Linked DNA regions of Gossypium hirsutum: region 1 is linked to region 2. The links are chromatin contacts, called in public Hi-C maps. All regions are on one chromosome and are shown on one strand. The core of a region is the stretch at or near the end of the contact, and the rest is flanking DNA. Distances in the headings are between cores, read along the strand shown.

The links. A called contact is a pair of places that touch in the nucleus more often than the background predicts.
Region 1: a contact with region 2 is called in a Hi-C map of leaf, with 3 times the contacts expected there. The contact joins the promoter of LOC107916181 here to the promoter of LOC107916008 in region 2. A contact is called at or near these places in 4 of 34 Hi-C or Micro-C datasets (anther and leaf).

What each region holds. Positions count from the first base shown.
Region 1 is chrD10:50,254,584-50,260,536 of Gossypium_hirsutum_v2.1, forward strand. LOC107916181 (peroxisomal fatty acid beta-oxidation multifunctional protein MFP2) reads right to left here and starts at 3,807. Exons shown (of 18, transcript XM_016845329.2): 1 at 3,390-3,807; 2 at 2,697-2,768; 3 at 2,515-2,580; 4 at 2,387-2,443; 5 at 2,234-2,301; 6 at 2,075-2,156; 7 at 1,930-1,985; 8 at 1,502-1,804; 9 at 1,318-1,404; 10 at 655-829; 11 at 454-575; 12 at 196-359; 13 at 1-104. The coding sequence starts at 3,492.
Region 2 is chrD10:50,046,751-50,053,191 of Gossypium_hirsutum_v2.1, forward strand. LOC107916008 (phylloplanin) reads left to right here and starts at 1,635. Exons shown (of 2, transcript XM_016845175.2): 1 at 1,635-1,880; 2 at 1,971-2,496. The coding sequence starts at 1,691. The coding sequence ends at 2,251.

The DNA.
Region 1 (5,953 bases), core at 2,557-5,056, 210 kb after region 2:
GAGTCTTCTTTATTTTCTTCCCAACATCGAGCATGTCAACAATTATTTGGGGAGATGTTTGCCTGGTACGAACAATTTCCAATAGTGGCATGACATGAGCCGGACTGCATCAGACAGATACATCAATAAATGAACCATCTAAGTGAAGAAACAGCACAAGAAGAAGAAAACTAGGAGTTGCACCCAGTATAATACCTAAAGAAATGAGCCCCAACAATCCGATCCTGGGATTTGGTCCTCTCACCGATCAAGTTCAAATCAATAGTGGAAGTGTTACTTGCAAGTATGCAATGTGGAGAGCAGAATTTCTCGAGATCAGCAAAAATTTGTTGCTTCAAAGAAACATTCTCAATAACTGCCTGTTACAAGGATTATAAACAAAAACAAAATCAATATTAAAACTACGGATAAAACACCATAGGAAAGGCAAGATGATAACACATTCTTAACTACCTCAATGACCATGTCCACATCTCTAAATCTTTCATAGTCAAGAACACCGCTAAGCAAAGAGATTGCTTTTTCAAACTTTTCTTGACTCATTTTCCCTTTCTTAACTCGGCTTTGAAGATTGGCTGCACAAAAAAGAATATGATCATACAAACAATCAAAAGTGATATCCTTAAAGAAAATAAATAATCCAGTTGTGCTCACCTTTGACGCGATCAATTCCAGCCTCCAAAAACTTCTCATTCACTTCTTTCAGGATTACTGTATAATTGCAAAGAATCAATGCAGTTGCTATTCCGGAGCCCATTAAACCTCCACCAAGTACAGCAACTTTCCTCACCTGTCTTGGCATTAGCCCCCTGTCGGTAATCCCAGGAACCTGTCCATTGCTAAGAGATAAGTGTTTGTAAAATGTTAAGCAGAGAAGCTAGCCGAGGTTAGGGGTAGCATAAGGGCTACCTTTTACAAAGGGCTCAAGAAATTGATACTTTGAAGAGTATAATGTAAAACAACTCTAGAGTTGATATATTGAACATTAAATTATTTCTATCAACGATAAATTGTAAGACACAGTTTGAGCCTCACGTTACGTGCCAGATAAACTAAATCAAAATATATTTCAATTAGTCGAAGCACTATGAACATCAATGATGAGAGAGAGAGATGATTTTGATCAAAGATATGTTTTGGATCAGGCTAGCTGATATGAAAAGTGAAAAAGACTTCACCTTAGCTACAAAATAAGGAGGTGAGTTCTAAAATTCTAAAATCATATCTCTAATCAACATTCGATTGCAGAATCTATTAAAGGTATGTATGAAGGGATAGAACGAAAAACCAGTGCCGAATAGTAATTATCCTTTGAACCTTAGATGTTCCGCGCATAGCAAAGAAGATGTGAACCAAGCTTTTGCAGGTGTCAGATTTAAGAAGTACTTGGAAAGCTTCAGCCTCCTGCCAATATCAAATGTGTCGTTATGAAGTTGACTTTTAGTTGTAAAAAAAAGATAATTGAAAATGTATTAAAACCGTAATGGGGATAAGCAGTGACCTTCCACAGCCCTGCCCTAGGACCAGCAACTATACCCTCTTCAATAACATCAATACAAACCAAGGGGTGTTTGAGATTTGGAGCTCGCTTCCGAGCCTGTGCTCTAGCAAAGTTAAATATTTCCCGGGCTTCCCCAAGGGGCTCTAGCTTTTCAGTTTTGTAGAGAGTAGCAACCCATGGTTTTCTTCGTGCTAAAATATCTAGTGTCCAACGACGTGCAGTCTCTATCAACTCATGAGATGAAACGACAGCATCGACTAGACCCAATCCAACTGCCTCTTCACCTTTAACAGGCTTAGATGTCTATTTAAGGGAAAGAAGGGAAGAAGAAAGTGCTCAGTCAATGAACAGAGATATTAATATAGTAACCATATCAAATCATACCAAAGCCTGATGTAAGAAAAAAGAATACTGATCTAACCACATACCAACATCATTTCAAGGGACTTCGTGAGACCAACAAGTCGTGGAAGCCGCTGTGTACCTGAGCCCATTTAGGAGCAGAAAGCAGAATATAAATAATGCCAATATAGCCAGGAATTACCCCAAGCTGAAGAAATGAAAGAGTCAAACCTCCAAACCCAGGAATAACCCCAAGTTGAAGTTCAGGCAGGCCTAATTGTGCTGTAGGAGTCGATATTCTCGCATGACATGCCTGAAAGGAAAAAAACTATAAAGATATTTTCTTTCCAACAAAAATAAGAGATTTCTGAAGTTAAATAAAATACCGACCATTGCAACTTCTAGACCCCCACCTAAGGCAAGACCATCAATGGCAGCAACTGATGGTTTTTTTGCAGCTGAAGTACAAAGTATCTAGAGTCAACACAGATCCATGCAACTTTGAAATGCTTTCTGTTTTAGAAATCATTATACGGTAATTACCTTCTAAAGTGTCACTGACAATCTCAACTGATACAAAACCAAGCTTCGGCTGCTCCACTGGAAAATACTACCAACCCATCAATTTCAAGCCAATGCAATATATATACATAAAGGACTACTGTGCATACCTTTTCCTGATTGCATTCCATCAAAAGATGTGATATCAAAACCACCAGAAAATTTTCCATTTGTACCTGCTCACAAAAGCATCTCAATAACCAATTCCAGTCTTTTTGGAAAAGCAGTAACAGAGACAATATCTATACACCTCTTTTCCTTTAATTTTAAGGAGTGATCTCTTTGAACTTACCTGTAACAACAATGGCCTTCACATCGTCTCTTTGTAGGGCCTCGTCATAACTCTCTTTTAAGCTATGCAACACTGTGAGGAGGACACACAAAGGCAAGGGAGATCAATTGCATATCTTCTGACATATACAAAATCATTAAAATGTAATTGTGGGGGAAGAATGATGACTATTGTTTTCATGTAACCATATAACCTAATTTGAGCAATATACCAAGCAAAAAAAAGAACAATGAAATTATAGATCCAAATTTGCCTTTGAACCCCAATTATGCTTCACAATTTTCTTTTAAAATCTAACACTCTCTTTCTCTATTACCGAATATAAGTACATAATCTGGAGTTTTTCTACAGCTCTATCTAACACTCTCTTTATCTATTTGCAAACCGACCAACACAGAACCATGTAAGAGAATTGTAGGTCAACATGGTTCAAGTATAAGCCCTCTAAATTCCAATCTTTGCAAGAAAAATGAATATCAAGTTGATAAATACATCTGTTTTCCTCTGCAGCTAAATAAAACCCAATACAATTCTTTTGCTAACGAACCCCAAAAAGACAACCAAAACTTTATAAAATAATTTGCATAGAAAAATTGTGGGTCATAAATAACAAAGAAATCCCAAATTCCATAACTCAAAATCAAGAGGCAAAAAGGTAAGATAAAGAAAGAAGAAAATGAAAAGGGGGGGTACCATCAGGAGAAAGAGAATTGACAGGAGGATTGATGATGGTGATAACAGCAACTCCATCAGCTCCAACTTCAAGGGTTGTTCTTCCATTGTTATTGCTCCCCATTATCACTCTTTGCTTATTTATTTTTAATAAAAATTTGGAGTCGAACAATGGGTATTAATTAATAATAAAAATTATAAAAGGAGTTAGTTGGGGCGACGATTTCATTTAAGGAGGTGTCGTGTAAGAAGGCGGAGGAGGGAGTGACGTTTGAAGAAAAGAGTGTACGGGGAAACCCAAGTTAGTAGCTTTATATCAACTGCTGCTACAAATCTTTGAACTGCTTCTCCAAATCTTTGAACTGCTTCGTTGGTCTCAAAGTTGCTTGGTTGAGTTCCAACGCCTGCATGCTGTCTTCATCCAACCATATTTGTTTGCTGTTCCACTCTCATTTTATATATTTATTGAGGACAACTATAATCATAGTTAATTTATGTTTATTGATAGCACAACCCTTTAATTCTCATAAATGAAATTGAAAAATGGTAATACATCTTATTGAGTTAAACTTTTTCACTACATTACTTGCTATACATCACAAATCAAATTAAGAGAATAATACTGCCCCTATATCAAAAACGAAAATCTTGTTTTTTAGATACAATTTTCTTCTAAGTTTAGTGGAAGTTAATTATTTGAGGGTGAGTTTGGATGTATTTAACTATGATTTATGTAAAAATAATGGTGGCGGTGAGATTAGAGACTATAGCGATATTATAGCGTGAGACAAAAGGTAAGTTAAACGCATCATTTTCATTCAAACCCATCCAAATTCGTAGTGAAACTAATTCTCTAATATATTAAATATAAAATATATTAAAATCATATTTAAATTCAATTTAAATTTAATCCAATTTAACTCGATGCATGAATAACTTCATTTTGCAAATAAGGGTCAGTTCTTTATTGCTTAAAAAAAGAACTTTTGACTCTAAAAGTATTTTTGAAAGAAAAGCTGTGAAGAACAAATTACTTTTGGCTGAAATTTTTAGCTTTTCAAAAATGCATTTTTCAGCTCCTTTTCAGAAACTAAAAATTTTAGCTTTTTTTCTCCCAAAAGTACTTTTAGTGCTTAATTATTTTTTTACCCCTCCAATAACATAATATTTTTCTTTTTTTTTCTTGGTGCTTAATTACAATTGTGTTAAAATCATTAATTAAAAATAAAAAATATTTTTTTAAAATACTAATTACAAATATTCAATGGTTATATTTAAATATTTAAAATATAGTTTATATATTCTAATTAAATTTTATAAATAATTAATATTTATTGCTTAAAAATATTTACAATTTATATTTCATATATTAAAATATTAATAAGTTATAATAATTTTTTTATATTATTACTAAAATATAATAATATTAATTAATTTAAATATTATTTAAATGTATATTTGTTACTTGATAATAACATGTCTAAAATGAACATTTTATTTCTCAAAAGTACTTTTTGACAGCAATGCTAAACACTCAAATTTTAAACTAAACTTTTCAAAAACACTTCTCAAATTTTTTTTTTAAAAGTAATGAAGAACTGGCTAAGTGTCACCTAGGTAGCTTGGGCGAGGTGTCAATTTTCTACCGGCTATCTTTAGGGTAAGATATTAAAATGCAAAGTAGGGGAAATTTGGCGGAGAGAGAGATAAGTCGAAGAAAACAAAGGTAGTTGGATTATGATAATTCCAAAGTATTAAAACCCCTGGACTTGGTCGCTTTCATTCTCGAACCCACTTTACCTTTTTTTTTCCAAAAATATAATTTTATTTATATATAAAATATTACCATCAAAGGAAAGGAGTGGGGAAAACTCAAATATGTTAGAAATAAATTTTGAACAAAAACGAAATCACAACGGGAAAGATTGTATAAAATAAAGGGATTTTATGTCCTTAATATATTATTTTAATAATTTTTTATCTTAAATTTTGGACCTTAAATCTTAAACTTTGAATCCTAAACCTTATACCTTGGTTCTTGAAATCCTAGACTCAAGTTTAAAATTTAGGATTTAAGGTCCAAGATTCAAGTTAAAAAATTTAGGGTACAAGATTCAAGTTAAAAAATTACTAAAATGATGTATTAATTACATGAAAAAATATTGAAATGACATTAAATAATTAATAAAAGATATAAAATGATATAATATCTTTGTTTCATATAATTTTTTTTCCTTAATAAGAGATATAAAATGACGTAATGTCTTTATTTCGTATAATTTTTTCCAGAATATTTTAGAAAATAATATCGAAAAAAACGTGAAACATCATGGATACAAGCTATATTAACCAGTAAGATGGATCTCTTAAATTGCTGCTTTAAATTCAACACTCATCATCTTGTCTTTCCCAAATAACTAAATGTTAAATCTTTTAAATTAGATATAAACATAAATAAATTAATTTAAATTCGATAAACCACGTCATTAAAATAAGTCACAATCGACTTAAGAAAATACGAATCTTTCACTAACTCCAACAAAAACTACTAAAAGAGCCAAGAGCCAACCCCTAAACTAAAATTA
Region 2 (6,441 bases), core at 385-2,884:
ACAGTTTCCAAACAATAAGGGAAAGCTGTAAAGTACATTAGGAAATGGAAATTTTGAATGCTAAATGAGCTGAAACCTTGTTTCAGATATCGCCATTGTCTCTTGAATAATAAATTTATCACCATTTTAATTCCATTTGTGAAAATTTTACTTTCCAATAGTTCTATCATTAAGGGTAATTATTTTTTTTTTGTAATAACAATACTATTAATGGAAATTATTTGATATAATATTATTTATGTAAACTAAAAATTTTACAAACATGACAAGTGCATTATAGGATATATTTTAAAATCTAAAGAAAAATGCATAATAATAAATTTAATTTCTATCGTTTCATTTTAACCTTAATTCTTTTCTTTTTGAACCAATTTAGTTTTCAACTTTCAAATTTTATTTAAATTGTTATTTTTTAAATTAAAAATTGATTGGATTGTTAAAATTTTAACAATAGTGATACGAAAATTTGTAATTTTTATGAATTTTTTTAATTTTCAAACATTTTATATATTTTTTGAATTTATATAAAGTACACATAGATTGTCATGCGAGCTGCCGCACCAATGTCATTAAAATTTAACAATTTTAGTCAAATTTTCTCTGCAAAAAATAATAATTTGACTAAAATTTGAAGGTTGAGGGCGATCAAAATAGAGTCAGTGCTAAAATGGAAAAAGTGAACATTAGGGAACTAAATTTATTATTATGAAAATAAATAAATAAATAGGACACTTATTATCATTCTAACCCGACTTGTAAAATTTTTACTTTCCATTGATATTTGATGATTATCCATATCATTAAATAATCAAATTTTTAAAAAATTGTAGAATTATTAAAATAATAATATTATTAGATGAAGTAATTTTATTCTTTTCTCTAAAGAATTTTAAAACAATTTTATATTTTTTTTCAAAATTAATTTTCATACATATTACTTTCAGTAACTGCTAAATTATAGCACAAAATTATAGCACACCCATGATATTTGTGGAAAATATATTTACAAAATGTTGTATAAAATATTGCTTAAACTTTGATTGAGATAATAAAATTGAAGGTCTAGAAAATTTATTGTCCTGCCTTCAAATCTTAATATATATATATAGTTTTTTTTAAAATTTATTCTGGTTTTAAATTATATTTTATAGATTCCATATAGAATTAGAATTAGAAAAAATATTTCTTATAATAATATTCATTATTTTTTTTAAAGATATGCTTTAAAATTTTTTTCTTAATTAAATTAATGTTCAGTGAATTCAACTCATTTTAGAATTAAAAATAATAGATATAGATTATTTATAATCTAACAATTTTTTTTTTAAATGATGTCCTTTATTACCCATTTTATCTTCTCGCCGTTTTTTTTTCATAGTAATGCCTATATTAGAAAATCTCACATCACTTCTCAATTGCTTTTTCTTTTCTTTTCTAAGTGAGTTTTTTTTTTTCCAACAACAATGTTAAGCTATGCCAAAGTCTAGGGGGCAAGGTTTAGCCCCCACGTAGGTGAAGCCTACAATGGTGGCGTGCATGGTGCTGATGGTGAAGGTCCCCAACTTGTGTGGAAGATTTTAGCACCAACTTGCCCTCTAAGTTGCCTATAAATAACTAGGGTTGTCGAACATCACAGCTGCAAGAGTGAATCATTTTCATTGATTAAGTCGGTTAATTAACCCAAAACTTCATGGCCTTGAAAACACTTATGTTGGTTTGTCTCTTGGTTGCTGCAATGGCATTGATACCTCCAATTGCTGAAGCTCAACTAGGTGGCCTCATTAGCGGCCTCCTTGGCTTGATTAGGATCCAAGGGACTGTATTTTGCACTGTCGATGGCAACATTGGTGTAAACGGCACTGCAACCCCAGTTTTCCCTTGTAAGCTTCTACTTTTATATCATTATATTTTCCCGAGAAAATGATTACAAATGCTGAGTTATATATGTATTTGGTATAAATGTGTCTTAGATGCATTGGTGCAACTTCAGGGTGGTGGAAACGTGGTTTCGAGTTCAACAACAAATGGATCTGGCATATTCTCCATATTATTAGATCCATTGCAATTCCTTGTCCCTTCATTGATCAACAATTGCAACTTAGCCGTAAAAACTCCGCTCTCCAATTGCAATACCTCCCTTCCATCCATCGGGGGATTGTCTTCAACCTTACAAGTCATCGGAAGCACCGTTGCTGGACTCTTGAACATCACCAACATCATCCCAACCGGGTTCGGGTTTTTACGAGCATGATAAAACTCGAAAACTAGAACAAGAACATCCATTGAACAAGTGATAAATAAGGTGGTCGTTTTGAATGTTGAATGTGGCTATAGCGTCGCTCTTTGTCGTATAATTATTGTTGGCTTATAATAGATACAAATGTGGGGCTATAACAATGTCTGTAATTCTTAATAAAACTTACATTTTGTCATGTAAGTAAAGTCCCAATGTAATCTTGCTATGTTTCGAGAAATAAATAAAGTTGTGTTTGATAATACTTATTATATTGAAAACGACAACTTTCAAGATAATTATATTAAAATTTCAATTAATACTTTTTTTTTAAAAAAAATGTTAACATTTAATATTAAAATGTTAAATTGATTTTATTTTAAATTTAATATAAATTATCTCTTTGTTTTTTAAATAAATAAAAAAGTTATCATATTTAATTTTTATCTACAATTATCATAACCAATATAAAATATTATATTAGGCCATGTTTGATAAAAAATTGAAAATATTCAAACAACTGAAATTTAATTTTTTAAACAGGTTTGATAACTCACAATAAAAAATACTAAATAAATTTCTTTTACAAAAAAAGTAAAAACCTACTTCTTACTTATAACCTACTAGAATAAATTCAATGATTTTTATTTTATTTTATTTCATTTAAGATTATATTATCCTTTATAAAATAATATAATTATACTCAATATTTAATTTTAAATAATATGCCAAACAAATTTTATAACTTAAACTCAATATTTAAATTTTTTATACTTATTTTCTCAATACTTAATTTTTAGTTTATCAAATATAACCTTAATAAAATTAAAATAAAATATTTTATTATGATAAAAAATAATAATTTATGAAACCAATATATATTTATAATTACAAACAATATAATTATATTCTATATTTAATTTATATTAATATACCAAATAAATTATAATGGTTATAAAATTTTGTATTTAATTTTGAAACATTTAATTCAATTTATCACCGATTAACTTGTTAAGCCCAATCTCTCCAACCCACCTTCAAATTGGCTTCCGTTTTTAGCAACAACTTCCATTCGTCCAAGGCAGTCGGTTGGTTGGCGGTATGGCGAGCAATTGCCACCCCTGTGGTTCTCATCGTCCTTACTTCCACCTCCTTTGACGATCATCGATAGTTTTTTCAACATGAAGAGGTTTGATTTGGAATAATAATTTGTGGCCTTGATTTGACCTTTATCTTCTCTCGATGGGCTTGCTCTAGCAACCATCTGCCCTATTTTGGTTGGGCTTTTCCTATCCGATGGTTCTTCTGCTGATCTATCACTTCCAAAGAGTGGGGGTGGTTATGGTTCCATCGACAAGATAGCATTTTGACGACTCTTGCCACTTGAGATTCATCATTTCTGAACTCCATAATTTGTAATGTTAGTAATTGCAACTTTTCATAAATGTGGAAGCATCCTATATATACTAAAGCAAAGTTTTTATTCAAATAAAAAAAATTAAATTTTGCTGCACCACTTCTACTTCTCACATTTAGTTTGAGTTATAAAAACACAAAAGAAAAAAAGCTAATACTATTGTCGGTTTTATAAGGAGTAAATCTCATTTGATTGCATTCGCCGCCAATACATTTATCGTAATCAAATCCTTTAGTTGAGTTTCTATTAAATAAGTAATAGGGTAAACTACACCCATGGTCATTTTTGTTTACTTTGGGTTACATTTAAGTCACTTATGTTTGAAATATTACATTTTAGTCACTTACGTTATCATGTTGTAACATTTTAGTCACTGAGCTATTAATTATTGTTAACGGTGTATTAGTAAGCTAACGTGACACATTAAAAATCATCATTTCAAACAAAAATTTAGGTTAAATTTTACAATTGGTCCCCATATTTTTTTCGCTTTGAGCAATTTAATTTTCTGTTTTATGATCTTTTAACTTTCCTTTTTTTTCTATTATTTTCTGCTTCTCTCTCTGTTTTCCTACTTTCTCCATTTCTTTTAATGTATTAGGAAGTTGAATTAGCAATGAAGAAAGAAGCAAAAAGTCGAAAGTTGTCATTGCCTATAACCAAAACCCATAAACACATACCATATGCTAACTATCAAAACCCTCCACCACCACCCATCGTCTTCATTTCATCCACTAACACCTTCACCACTACCATGACCTCATTCATGACAAACCTAACAATATCATCTCCTCACCAAATAAGCCCGCGTTCAAATCAATCAAGAATCTAAGTAAACAACAATTAATAAGCCCTAAAAAATCACAGAGAGCCAAAGATTAGGCTTGCAACAAAGAAAAAAAGTGTAAAAAAATAGAGAGAAATGGAGAAAAAGAGAGGGGTTAGATTCAAGTCAAGGGGTTCGAGGTATTCAGACAACTTTCTTGTCGATCCTAACAGTCAGGAATGAGGTATTAGTGAGGAGGACCATATATCAGAAAATCGAGTCAATCTAATGGCCAATGATGGAGACAATGGTGTAGCTGGTCCCAGCCCCCCTAAAATGGAAAATTTTCTATTTAGGCCCTTTAAAATTTTTAAAAGTCTAAATTAGTAAAGGTAAAATTACACTTTGCCCCCTAAAAATGATAAAAATTTGATTTAATCCTTAAAAATTATAAATATATAGACTATTAAAATGGTGAAATTGTACTTTTGCTATCGTAAAAATTACAATTTAATTTCGGTACCTCCTAAAAAAAATTTTGGCTTCGCCCTTAGATGGAGATTCAATCTTGGGTTGTCCAAAAGTTGGGAATTTTTTGAGATGTTTTCGAAATGAGGTCATGGTAGTGGCGAAGGTGTTAGTTGATGAAATGAAGATGATGGGTGATGGGTGATGGTAGAGGGTTTTGATAGTTAGCATATGGTATGTGTTATGGATTTTGGTTATAAGCAATGATGACTTTCGACTTCTTGCTTCTTTCTTCATTGCCAATTTGACTTCCTGATACGTTAAAAGAAATGGAGAAGGTAGGAAAACAGAGAGAGAAGCAGAAAAGAATGGAAAATAAAAAAATTAAATTGCTCAAAACGAAAAAATATGGGGACCAATTGTATAATTTAACCTAAATTTTTTTGTTTGAAATGATAATTTAACCGATTACACTGTTAACGACAATTAACGACTCAGTGACTAAAATGTTACAACGCGATAACGTAAGTGACTAAAATGTAATCTGACATAAACAAAAGTGACCATGAGTGTAGTTTACCCTAAGTAATATGTTGATGCTGTTTTTAAAAAAGAAAGTTATACACTATTATTTTTTTTATGGTAAGTAAATATTCTACATATTGAATATTCCATGTATTATTGTTAGATATGAAAAAATAATATATTATGTAAATCTCTAAAATTTTGGTAAAAAAATTGATTTAGGAAAAATATTTTATTAAATACTCGACAATTTAATTCTATTTTGACTTTTACTATTTTCTTTTTATATATTAACTTTAGGAGTTAATAGGAGTATTTTAGATAGTATCAAAAATAACCAGGGGTGAAAATACTTTGATTTGCAATAGTTCAAAATAATTTTGTTCTATCTTCTATTGAAATAGAGAATAAGATAAAAATCTTATGAGAAAGCGAAAACTAAAATAAATAAAAAGCATAATAATGATCTTAGTTAAGGCAATTCGGATTCACCAATCCTACATACACGAAGTCTCACTCAGAGAATGATTCTGTTCAACAATTTATCTAGTAGAACTATTAGCTTATGCCCAGGGGCAAAGTCATATTTTTTTTAGGGGGGACCGAAATTAAATTGTAATTTTTACGATGGTAAATTTACAATTTCACCATTTTAATACCTTATATCTTTATAATTTTTAAAAGACTAAATTTTTTATCATTTTTAGAGAGGACAAAGTGCAATTTTACCTTTATTAATTTAAAATTTTAAATGGCCTAAATGGAAAATTATAGATTTTAGGGGGCCTACCAACCCCCTTGCTACGCCCCTGCTTAATCCCAATCCACCCCTATAATGAAGAATAATTGCAACCTCAAAGTTAAATCCAAATGGTCACAATCACTCTCTTCAAAATCTCATAATACAATCAAGAATAACTCTCCAATAATTGCCTAAGCAAAAGGTGTTTGAACGCATGATAATTAGCTTTAAATTTTCTTAAGAAAAACACCCACAAAAAGCACACCCCTACTGTGCGATATAACATCCTA